2 separate regions of the Lactuca sativa genome follow, and region 2 is linked to region 1. A link is a contact called in public Hi-C data. All regions are on one chromosome and are shown on one strand. The core of a region is the stretch at or near the end of the contact, and the rest is flanking DNA. Distances in the headings are between cores, read along the strand shown. Region 1 holds the start of LOC111918537. Region 2 holds the start of LOC111918539.

What was found. Hi-C and Micro-C count contacts between places; a contact is called where the count stands out from the background.
Region 2: a Hi-C map of leaf shows a contact between it and region 1, with 6 times the contacts expected there. The contact joins the promoter of LOC111918539 here to the promoter of LOC111918537 in region 1. A contact is called at or near these places in 3 of 4 Hi-C or Micro-C datasets (leaf and seed).

The regions. Positions count from the first base shown.
Region 1 is chr8:146,267,947-146,274,688 of Lsat_Salinas_v11, forward strand. It overlaps LOC111918537, which reads right to left and starts at 3,774. Exons shown (of 2, transcript XM_023914190.3): 1 at 3,609-3,774; 2 at 1,922-2,818. The coding sequence starts at 2,751. The coding sequence ends at 2,116.
Region 2 is chr8:146,517,708-146,524,449 of Lsat_Salinas_v11, forward strand. LOC111918539 reads right to left here and starts at 3,714. Exons shown (of 7, transcript XM_023914191.3): 1 at 3,462-3,714; 2 at 3,170-3,302; 3 at 2,414-2,517; 4 at 2,141-2,285; 5 at 1,901-2,041; 6 at 1,651-1,818; 7 at 1-967. The coding sequence starts at 3,505.

The DNA.
Region 1 (6,742 bases), core at 2,524-5,023:
TCTCTAAATTGTGAAAATGTTCACTGAAATTTCCTTTTGAAGTGGTTTGCAACTTGAATATGTATTCAAGCATCAAGTGGAAGCAATGAGTCCAATAGATGATGTGTGGATACTTTTCTTCCACAAGTTGGCATGTCAATGATTAATAAGTGTTAGGGGATTATATTAATCCTAAAATATAGAAATGATACATAAGGTTGAACGAAGGCTCTTTCCTTCTGACTTAATGTTGATACACTTAATGTGAAAGAAAAAAAAAACATCCCAGAGTCTTCTTTCTAGTTTTTTGTGTCTTGATGAAAAAATGTGGTGTTATTTGTAGCTTTATGAATGTTGGTTTGTTTAATTGCATATAAGTTAAAGGAAACATCTGGACCCACTGTTATTGAAAAGGGGATGAGAATGTGAAGTCTGGTTCTCTTTCAGACAAAACCAACCTTCTACTGAAGCAAGACCAAAAGAAGGTATTCTATGCTTTTGTTTCCTATAAAGACATTGTAATTTAAAAAATCTACCCTATTATAGCCTTGTATTTTCAAATTTGTTCTTATGAGGAGGACACTATACTTATTCAATTTTAACAGTGAAAAATATGTTATGTAATTGGATGAAAGTACATTGCTATTTTTTTAATGATAAAATTATACCAAAGATCATAAATCTGCATCCCATTACATAGTTAGATCATGAAAGCACATTGCTATTTTTTCATGAGACTTCATTATATTGACTGTTGGCTATAAGTATTGTAATATGCAAAATTACGTTATTTATTAAACATGTAATTCATCTTATTTGGAAGGTAAATCAATAAAAATAAATATCTTATTTACTTATATTAATCAACAAATATTAAAATTTCATTTCCTACTCACTGAAAAGTACAAGTGAGAGAGGTAATCGATATTTATTCCAGATCATGATAAATATGTTGTTTTTATATAAAACCCCAAAACCAATCAACAAATATGATGATAATAAAAGTAAAAATGGGAAGAATCTGAGATTTAAGATGTTCAAAATTGATATGCATAAAATGTATCACCAAATGAGAACTTACAATTACAATCCCATCCATGGCATTCATCTTTTTATTTCTTCAATGTGTTAATTAGTTAGACCTATATATATATATATATATATATATATATATATATATATATATATATATATATATATATATATATATATATATATAAGTTTTAATAGAAATCAAACACTACATGGTTGATATAAGAAATAGCAATGGACTTTCTTTATTTATGTATCACAACAATATCATATTTTCATTTTTGTCCTTGTGTTAATAAATACTAATTGTTTTGTTATTAAGGCATTGTACTTGAAAAAGCTATTCGATAATAGCAATAACAAAAGAATCTTATTAGGACATTTGTATTTGGATGACATTGCTAATAAATAATAGCCTATAGTTGGGTAGGTTATTGAAACAAAGTAGAATGGTATAATAAACAAATCATTGAAAGTATGCTGCTATTTAGTGTATTTTACCCTTGAAAAAAACCAACAAAGTAAAAATGTTTTGTTCAGAAGAAACAAAATCTACAGAACCTTCCATGCTAGGTATAGTCTGTGGAAAGACGATGCATAATCAAAATATCACTATGGTCCTGTTAATCGAGATAAATTAAAAGCAATAAAAATCTTATTCTTTATATTTATATATAATGAGAAATGACAACCAAACCATAGAGATCCAAACAATACTGATCTACAAGCATGGGACCAAATGGATTGGAATTCAGTAATACATTTATACAAAAAAATTAAAATTATTCTTTTGTTCATTTTAAATATATATATAAATAAATCTTGTACTTATATTTATCTATCAAACATGAAATTCAAAGTATTCAAAACTCATAATCCAATTCCATCAAACCTACCAAAATCAACACCCTCAAAACAAGCATATCACATTATTAAATCTTCTTGCTCTTGCATACATCCCAAAAGGGTCCAAAAAAAATATAAAAAAAATCCAAATTTCACCCTTTTAGAAATGGTTCCCAAGCATACATCAACAATAAATATGCCCCTAAACCCTACAACAACAAAAAAAAAAATGTCGCCTCAAATTTATCATATTCTTCACTACTCCATAACAACTTTAGCACCAACACCTTTCATTTTCTCAATTATTTGCTCACATTCTTCTTTACTCACCCCTTTCTTAAACACAACCGGTGCCTTTTCAACCAAATCTTTGGCTTCCTTAAGCCCTAAATCAGTACAACTCCTAACTTCCTTAATAATCTTAATCTTCGAAGCCGCCTCAAACGACTCCAACTTCAATTCAAAAACCGACTTTTCCGGCTTCACCTCCTCCTTAGCAGCCGCCGCCTGACCACCACCAGCGGCTAAACCGGCGGCACCCGGCTTCATCACCGCCACCACCGGCGGCTCTTTCATGCCCATTTTTTTCATCATAATTGAAGAGAGTTGAGCCACTTCGAGTAATGTGAGCGATGACATTTCATCCACGAGTCTCCAAACACGGTCTGTTGGTGGGCTCCGGTGTTCGGTTGGATCGAATGTTGCCGGGTCGTAATCGGTTGGGAGACGTTTTTGGTCCATTTCTATTTCTTCTTCTTCTTCTTCTTGTGTTTGTTTTGCGGGTTGACTGAATTTTCTGGTCAACCATGTGGAATTGAGGGAAATTATTGGACCACGTGTGTGAAATTGAAATCCATGGGGTAAATGGTGCCTAAGCTTTAGAAATAAACTCATTTCCGATTTTATGAATAATCCTTCAGTTAGTTTTTTAGCTGGATTAAAAATAGCCCATTCGCGATATCTGCAAAAAAAATAGTAGAAGTCAAAGTTGGGTAGTCTATTTAAAGAAAATAAGATAAGGTTATAAAATAACAATGTACTTATTTTATTTGTCTACTGTTCTTTTTTTCTACTTCAAAAAGTGTCACACTTAGAAATGCCCAGTCACCAAGGGTAACAGGGATGTGAAGAAACCGAAAAATGGCATTTTTAACATATCATTAGCAAAATTTGTCCAAAAATGAAAAAAATATATTACATATGTTTGGGTAAAACCATAAAAAGTTAGTAAACTGAACTGCAAAAAAAAACGTATAATAAGTTGACATTAGATCTTATTTTAACATATATATAGAGTAGGTTGTTATTTTATGAAAGCCTTGTAGCTAAGGATATACATAAATTGTAGTATTATACTAGAACAAGATTGTGCAATCTAAATGATATTAGTCATGTAAGAAGAAAGATGTAAAACATATATAAATTTGAAGTTTGAAGCCAATGTCAGTTAATCGATTAACTTAATTATAATTCAATTTTCCATGTTATTCGATAAAATAAGTCCAAAATAGCTACATAATCAAAGGTATGTTGGACTCGCGCATATTAGGAAAGTGTGTGTTTTGTATAGTATATAATGAGATAGGATCCTGTACTCAATTTATCTAAGTTCGTGTAAACAGAAAAATAAGTTCCTGAAATCGATTCCTATTCCAGAATCTGTTTGGAGATATCAAGCAGTAAAACTACTCAGTAATTCTCGTGAGGTATACAACTTAGCGACTGCAAATAATCTCTTAGAAGATCGTTACCTATTCTGAGATCGTGATAGCAGCAAGAGAAATCGGCGATTAAAACTCTCCTGTTCAGAATCGTCGACAGTTTAAACTTGGCTCGTGAATGATCTTGAGCTCGTAAGCTGTTTTGGAAGATCGCCAAACACACGAAGTGAACTTGCTGCGAGAGGAAGAGATCGTGTTTTGCCCTAAAGAAATAAAAGAAAAAAAAAACGTTTTTTTTTTCTTCTTTTTGGGCCCTTGTTCAAATCAGAAACCCTTTATTCACTAATTGGCCCAAATCTCATTAAATTAGTTTTCTAATTTGTGTGCAGAAAAAAAAAAAAAAACATGTTCTATTGAATCATATATATATATATATATATATATATATATATATATATATATATATATATATATATATATATATGGTAAAGTGAATATACCTAACAACCTTATATAAGCTTAGGTATCTAACCACATTATACTACATTGTTTTGCATTATATTTTCATTGCAATCATCTAAGATTCTTAAAGTTGAACCATTAACTTAATTTACTTCTAAGATTTTCAGACATTCACCATTATATTCCTCCTACATCATTTGATTTGTAACGGTAGTATATGAAGCCCACCAAGGAGTCTCCCATAGAAAGACGTCATTTGAAGGAAGATAATGGTAAAAGTCTAAATATTTTGGAAGCAATCAAGTTACAAAGTTGAATTTTAAGAAGTTTGAGTGATTACAATGCAAATATGATACAAAATTACGTAGTATGATATGGTTAGGTAACTAAGCTTATATAAGGTTGTTAGGTATATTCACTTTACCTATATATATATATATATATATATATATATATATATATATATATATATATATATATATATATATATATATATATATATATATATATATATACTAGTAGCGTACCCGCGCGATGCGGCGTTGGAGATTAGTTCATTTCAACGATTGGTTTCCTTTTGGTGTCATTAGATGATTTCCTTCTGGTTGCGGCATATGTGACAGATTCATTTTGGTGAATAGTTTCCTAGAGGCGATCGGTTTTCTCTCGGCTTGTGGTTTTTATTTCTTTGCAGTGAAACATTTCATATTTCAAAGAAAACACATTGTAGTCTGTAAAAACTAAAATATGTTCATGTCTTGGTTTAAAAATATAAGTATATTGTTGTTTTAGATTAAAAAGTAAAAATATCCACGATTTTGGTTAAAAAATATAAATTTGTTATTATTTTTGGTGAAAAATAAAAGTAAGTTGTTTTTTGGGTTAAAAATAATTATATTATTGTTTTGTGTTAGAAGGAAAAATATGTTATTTTAAGCTAAAAAATACGAAAATTAAAGATTTAGAAATAACATCGTAACCATACACAACCCATATAAAGCAGAATCGATTACTTTCATTAAGAGTTTCCAACTAATAGTTTAATTTATTATGGAATAAATATGTATAATCAAAAAAATAAAAATAAAAAGGTTTATAATTTTAAAATCTTGACCGGTTTATTCTGTTAACCTAAATAGACAAAATGTTAACCGAAAACCGAATAAAATAAGGTTTTAAAATTTCGATTTAACTGAAAACTGAATAAAATCAACCGATTAAAACAAACCTTATTTTGTCCAGTCGGTTTATTCGGATTTGGTTTTCTTCAAACACCCTTATTGACGAAAGACGTTATCTACATTTAAAGTTTTAAAGCTTTATCCTTTTGACATGTAGTTGGTTTCTATACGACGTAAGTCTTGATTTGTAAAAAAAATAAAAATAAATAAAAACAAAATAAAAAAAACTTCACTTAACTCACAGGTAATAATGTAAAATTTGACTTACAGCCTTTCCTGTATACAACATATACTCACATGTCAAAATGGAACACAGATAAACGGTATCTGGGTAAAAATTAACTCACGTCCTTACTTATATACAAATAAGTAGTAATAAAGTAATTACTTATATACAAATAAGTAGTAATAAAGTAAAATTTGACTTAATCAAATAGAACGCAGTCCAACATATATGTGCAAACTTTTGCTATTTTACAACCCAAAGAGACAAATTACATAAGACTTTGAATCATATTACAACCAGGAAGATATATAACCCCAAGCCTTAAAACCCTCATTAAATATATTTTCCAAATCAAAAAAATCTTCTTTGATATGAAAACTGCATCACTTCTAGAAAGTCTATACAACAACATTACCATAGAAATGAGACTCTAAAGTGCAGTAAATCTCTTATTGAATGATTATTTGGGAAAACTGAATACCAACACCAGCATGTACGACAAAACCTTAATAGCTAGCCCACACCCATATAAATTTTTGCAAATACAGTTCAAGTGACACCCTAACTCTCCCAAAGTAACTTATCCCTTAATTTGCATTGCCAAATCACCAAATATTGCCAATGATAGCTCAACAATTCCATTATGTTGAAATCTCTTTCTTCAAAAAATGTTAGGGGACGCCAATGTGTGAAATTTAAATCAAATAAAGATTACTATTTAATTTACCTCAAATAAGAAAATATTGGAAGTTTGAGATTACAATTCATTAGGCACAACAACAATGAAAAGTTAAGCAGACAAAGTTACATGATTAGTTAGCATCTACCATCACAAAGGATAAATGCCAATCCTTTAGAAACTTTATTGTTGATTTTCTATGACTGTCTTACTAAATAAATTGATGTATGTTTCAGAAGTTAAATAATTCCAGCAGTTAAGGATTCCATGTTCGGTGATGCCAATATAAACCCCCTAATAAGTAATCAAATTTACATACTTGCATAAGATCCATAAAATTTTCAATTTTACATACTTGTAAACTCCATAATTTAGCTGAGTTTGTAAAGATTAGTAATTTGTTGAGTGAACGTGTTTTACTGGACATATTACATAGATTAGTCCATTTCGGATGATAACTTGAGCTAATTAAAGTTAAGAATGACAATTAAACACTCTCTCATACATTTTATCGAATAGATAGAGAGTGCAACAACATTTATGACAACCTAATCACAATACATTACCAAACAAATATGATAACAAATCAAGAAATTCAAAGGACAACCGGATAATAAAACCTCCATATCAGCAAAAAAGAACCATAAGCAGCACCATAAAACTTCAAAGAGTAGCA
Region 2 (6,742 bases), core at 2,464-4,963, 250 kb after region 1:
ACACTTTCTTCTTCTTATTATTATTCGCATCCGATTCATGAGGAAGCGAAATCGATCTCATGGGAGGAACACTAACGTTCGTTTCCACCTCCACCTCATCATCATTATCATTATCATTATCATTCACAGGAGGAGATTTGGTTGATTTTTTCCTCCTTACTTTCCCATGATCATAAGCCGATGGTTTTTTACTATAATGTAACAATAACTTATCCATCATTTTTTCCTCTTCGTCTTTAGCTTTAGCTTTATGGTGATAATGCTCATCATCAAATAATATCTGTAACCCTTTTCTTTCTTTTCTTCTGCTACTAGAAACTCTCTTCACGATTCTAGAATCTTCCGAGCTTCCTACATCGTCATGACTAGATGATGATTTCGAGTGTTTTCTTCTCACTGATCTTGGTTTGGGTAAAGGCATGTCGTTTTGGTTTTGCTCTTTGTTCCTCCTCTCGGAGATGGGTGGCGGCAGGAGGTCGGATGGAGGTTGTTGGTGGTGGTTGGGTTTGGTGTATGGTGGTGGGATGTTTGACTTGATAATGTATGGTGGTGGAAGAGGAGGAGTATTGTTGTAGCATGGTTTTAACAACCTAACTGGTTCTTCCTCCTTCTCTTGCACTTTCCTTGTAGTTGACTTTTCAACATATTCTTCTTCTTGTTCTTCCCTGTTGACTTGTGGCATTCTGGTGTGTCTTTCTGGCCTTTTGTCGAGATAAGAAGTGGCTGAAATATGGTTGTTTCCGATTCCGTTGTTCCCGGAATCAGATTCCGGCCTTGGTTTGGACAAATAGACTTGGTGTTTGAGATTGAGATTGAGATTGTGAAGTTTTTCTTGTCTTCCCAATGTGGGCCCCACATAAGAATGCTCAATTCTTTCTTTAGAACGCTCATCAGTTTTCACATTTCCATTTGGTACCTTGTACTTATCATCAGTGACATTTGAAGCTCTAAATTTCATTGCTTGGTCCTGTGGTTTGTTTAGAAGAAAAAGTCAAAAATCAAAATAAAATGTTTCACTTTGGTCCTTCAAGTTTAATAAAATGTTTGTTTTAATAGCACAACAATTAATTTGAATTATTTATATACGAATTACTCATTTGGTTATAGTTATCTAATAATATAATTTGTAGGGTTAGTACTTAATATCATAAAAGATCTTATATATTGCGTTTTCTTCCAAATTAAACCTCAACTTTATTTTTTTTCCTGAAAAAGACCTTGCATTTTTTTCGATTAGGCCCTTTTAGCAGTTTTTTTTTCCGAAAAACTTGTCAAATGTGAGGGGCTTTTCGGAAAAAAAAAAGTAAAAAGTTGACTGTTTTTCGGAAATGGTTAAAAGGTTGAGAGTTTTTTCGGAAAAAAAAAAATGAGGGTTTTCTCAGAAAAAATGCAAGTTCTTTTTTTGGAAAAAAAAAAAAAAAAAAAAAAAAAAAACTTAATATATAGCATCTTTTATGATATAAACCTAATTTCTAAAGTTATTGTAACAAAAAGATTTAAGACATTTGTAAAAAAAAAAAAAAAAAAAACTAACAAATAGAATTGGATGAAGCAGCAAAGTCAAGTGAGGACCAAATCCAATAAAATCACCAAAGCACAGGGACTAAAAACATAAATTAATTACTCCAAATTAGTTATCAGTAGCCTTACCTGAGCATGTTTTTCTTCTGTTCTCACAAACACCTCTTTCCTCCTAACATTTACACTCCCATCATTATGGGGAATCTGCTCTATTCTTTCTTTAGATCGATGATCATTTTTCCGAAAATCATTATTTTCATCAGTGGTAATCGAAGCTACAGATTTCCTTACTTGATCCTGCAGTTTGTTTAATATGTGGAAATGACGTAAATGCCCTCCACATCCTTATTATCATCATAAATGACAAAAAGCAAAGTACCTGAGCAAGTGTGGAGGGTGAATCCATCCTTTGTTTAAATCCTTTGGAATCCCACTGAATAGAAAACTCTGCTGCTATATCTTGCAATAACTTTATTCTCTTCTCCACCACAGGAGGTTTAGAGGCTAACTTCTCAACAAACTACCAAAATTTAAAAAAAAATAAAAATGTTTAGATGCATATAACAAGTATGAAATATGAATGAATGAATGATATTAGTTCTTTCATATATAGACCTACCATTTGATTAACATAACATTCTAAACCATTTCCATATCTCTCCTGAAATACATCCCTGAGGTCACGCAATTCAGGAAGATCAGAAAATCTTGCAGCAGCAAACATCAGTGATGCAACAGTCTCTCTGCACTCTTCTGGACATTGCCTGAATGAATCAAACATAGGAATGTTAAGTGGGAATGGAATCTCAAATTCCAATTCCATTGTATAATGTATGGATAAAGGTAGGAAAAGAGTATGGTGATTGTTGTTTTAATTAATCTTTCTTCATACCCTAGTTTCTGCATGACTGATAGCTGCTTCAGAATATATTCACATGACTGGTCAATAAAATTATAACAAGATAGCAGATTCAATCCAGCAATGAAGTCTTCAGTCTGTAAAAAACCTCACATGAAACAGAACTTCAGTTAGAGTTTATTATAAGAATGAAATCACAAACAAACATATCATGATATGCATGAACAAAAGCAAAAAGGAAAAGAAAGCATATGGTTTTACAATATTGCAAATATTTTGATTATTATAATATGTGATAAAGCTTTGTCTCCCTCTCTGAAGCAAATAAAAGGGAGATTTATATCATTACAAAAAAGCTATCCATTCCCTCCCTTTTTCTCCTAAAATTGAAAGGGGAAAACACTTTTTTAGGTGTAACAATACTAAAGTAGTTAGCCTATCATTCGGTCCCATAAAACCAATTTCAAGAACAAAGTGTAAGAGTTTATGTATGCATCATGTTGTAGCATTTTTCTCAATATGATAATAAAAAAGTTAATAAATAAACAGATTACTTTATAATTATATTAGCTACAACTTGAAAACAGAAAGCTGTTCTGTATAATGTGAACTACAATCCTTAATTTCTCAATTTGTCATCTGGAAATTATAATATTCAAGCTCAATTTCATTTACACACACAGACTCAATCTAAACGTAGACACCACACACAAATTAAGATAAAGAACATGAAGCTTTAAAAACATCTGCATGCATTGGATAAATTAAATCAAAATTCGAAATCAATACCCTTCCATATGCATTAACATCAAGGCCATTTGCAAGTAATTTCGCAAGATCTTCCTTCAAAAATCTCTGTTTCGCCTCCGCCCTCCTCCGCAACGCCTCTATCCGTGTCCTCGTCGGCTTAATCAGTGATTTACTTCAAAACACACAAACATCATCATCTCAACATCGCCGATTTCGTAACTAATCTACTACATCCGTCTATCTTATATTCATATGTGATTTAAATCAAATACGGCGATTCAGTTTCAGAAACACAGCACAAAAATAAAGAGTTTATATGCAGGAATCTAACCATTTGGAGCTGAAACCACTGCGCCCAAGCAATCCATCTAACATTGTTGCAGATCCGAGAGACAACAGGACTGATTCTTCTGAACTGAGATTGATTTTTCCGTCGTTTTCTGTGATTTATTTAATTTAATTCCTCAAGCATCGGTGAAATTTTCGGATCTACAAATTTTCACACACACATACACATTGTAGGTGTGTGAGGTTTTTGGTGTAAGTAAACAAATAAGGAAGCGGAAGCTTTGATTACTGTCGTCAATGGCTGCATTATATACCACTAGTGATGTTGCTTTTAATCTTTCATGCTTATTAAGCGTATATTTCTCCTTGGCCCCTTAAGTTTTCTAAAGTTTCTTATGAGATCCTTGAGCTTTTATCCATATCTTTCTACTCCTTGTACGTATCCATTCCTTAGTTGTCTATGCTTCTTCTTTTTCCCTTTTCCTTTATTGTAACTTGTAAGCCCACGACACTGCAAAAAAGATATCATGATTTTCTTTAAAGAAATTGTTTTACAGCTAAAATTAGACATTATGCCTTTTACTTTGGTTAATTCTTTAATTCTCATGTCAATTGGCCAATGTTTATGTCTTATGTCCATATAACATTGTCAATTTTACTTTGGTTAATTCTTTAATTCTCATGTCAATTGGCTAATGTTTATGTATTATGTCCATATAACATTGCCAATGTGAGTTTCTAATTTTATTCTCATATTCATTGTTGATTGGTTGATTATTTTGTTTGTTATGATGTTGATTATTAACATATATGTTTGTGATTATAGTCTTACCAAATAGTTCATTTTTGCACCAAACTCACATAGTGACTTAAAAAGATAGAAAATGATGATTAAAAAAAAAATTTGGTCATGAGAACACAAACTAGAACGTAAATGATCCATCAACATCTAGGAAAGAAAATAAAATATCATAACATCACAAACGTACTTGTCACGCCACATGTTATCATGGTTGTCAAATTTAATCCTTATTGTTGATACTTGTTATCGATTATTGTGTATCTTGAAAACACATAGTCATCAAACTAAATAATGAAAAGCTAGAAATTGGCTATTTTCCATACAAATTGTTGTGTCCATTCCTAATATTGTTGTGGGTATTTTTGTTTTTGGTTTAGCCATATGTCGTCATTTTCAAGTCTTAAATGAATCGATTGATGTTATAATATGTTCAATTTTGTTATAGATGTATTGACTTTTTTATATAGCTCCTTGTTGATATTTGTTTTTAATAAAATTGGATTCATTCCAAAACAAATAATAGATTAATGTTTTTGTAATATGATTATATGAATATTGCGAATACATGAATTAACTTATTACCAAAAATAATATTTTAAGTTAATATTCATAACCTGATAGGAGAAGGGCTACTGAACACCAACAAAGAAAGACAAATACTACCAAGTTGTTGAATATAATCATCTATAACTTTTTCGAAGGTTCTCTTATGTAAAAAGAAAAAGTGGGAGGGCTTGAAAGTACATAACAACATAAAGCAAGGGGTTTAAATACACTTTTGTCACATGGGCCCTCCTTACGCAATGGCGTCAAACTCTTTTCCACTAGACCACAACGCTTTCATCTCGGTTGACGAAAATAACCTTTTTCGTCGTGTTGTATGATTAGATCGTGACCGTTGGATGTTTAATGAGAAGATGGGATTAGTAGATTGGGGAGATGAACGGCGGTGATTATGCGTGATTGAGCTTCACCGAATCAGCGGATCCCACGCACCAAACGAATAGGGTCACATAAAATATTTAAAAACCCAACCGTTTGGACGTGAAAAAGCCGTTGTGTCAGTGCGTGACTTTTTTATATTTCCATTTTTACCCCTCGCTAAAGATATAATCCCGTAAATTAAATATAATAACTTTTATTTGGAATGTTTTGAAACTATTGATTTATTCTAAAATTGTAGTTAATAACTTAATAAATTAAGACAGTTCATGTTTTAAATAAAAATGTATTAATGCTGTGGAATGAAAGGTTGCTTTCTGGATTTGATCATTGTTGAGTGTCAAAATCAATTGCTTCTCTGTCGACAACAACCTCGTTTCTTAAATAAATAATTGTTTTTTTTAATGAGATTTAAATAGTGTTTTAGTAATTATGGTATAATCAATAATGTTTATAATAATCTTGTATGTGGTTTTTAATTTTTTTTTTTTATCAAGGGTTGTTATAGGTACAAAGAGGATAATTTCCTGATTTTGTTCATTTTTTATTACTGCGAGATATTTGTAATTTCTATCCAAAAATTTCCATATTTGTATATATTTGATATTTGGTCATTAAACTAAATCTTAATGAAATTACAGTTTCTTGTTTCTTTTTGGAATGCAATCAGGATAATAATGTCTTTTTTTTTCTAGTGAGATTCATATCCAGATTTATTCTCCTTTGTGCGTTATTAATCATAATAAATATTCAAGTCATTGATTATGTTTACGTATTTGATATAAAAAGATTAACCAATACGCCATAAAGATGGCTACAACTCCCCACCAACAAAACTAAAATACTAACAATAGCAAAAGCATTTTCAATGAACACGAAAAAATAATAATAATAATAATAATAATAATAATAATAATAATAATAATAATAACTCTTGTTTGTAAAATGCTTCAACATTTCGTACAAATCATTAGCTGTTTGCATAATTATTATTTTCTTGCGTGCTCTATTATTTGTGTAACCGCTTTTTGTGATTGCATGTTTTATTAAAAAAAAAAATCAAAATAAATAGTTTATTTATTACTAGTCAACAATGTAACGAACAACCCTTTTTTTTAATCAAATATAATTCTTCTAGAATAACATGGGTTAGATTAGTTGGATTCAGTTCACTTACCTTTTCTCGATTTGTTTTAATGGAGAGATTCAACAGATTGGTCCTTTTCAAGCAATTTCTCTTTTTTCCAACTGCAACGTGCAACCCTTTCAGTGGCGGCCCTGGGTGGTGCCGTCGGTGCGGTCGTACCAGGCCTCTGATCTTAGGAGGCCTCCGATTTTTGGGATAATTTATAGTTATAGTATCGGTATTATTGTAAAATCTATTTTTATGTTTTATTAATAAATAAAATTAGTCGGGTAACATTTGGTTCCAATTTTAGATGCATTTTAATTTTGAAAAAAATCAACATAAATCAAAACCTAATCATAAACTTAAAATTTATCAACAATTTAATAAAAATATCTATATAAAAAAATGCAAATTTGTTTTCTTTATAAATTTTAGATAACGTTTTTATATT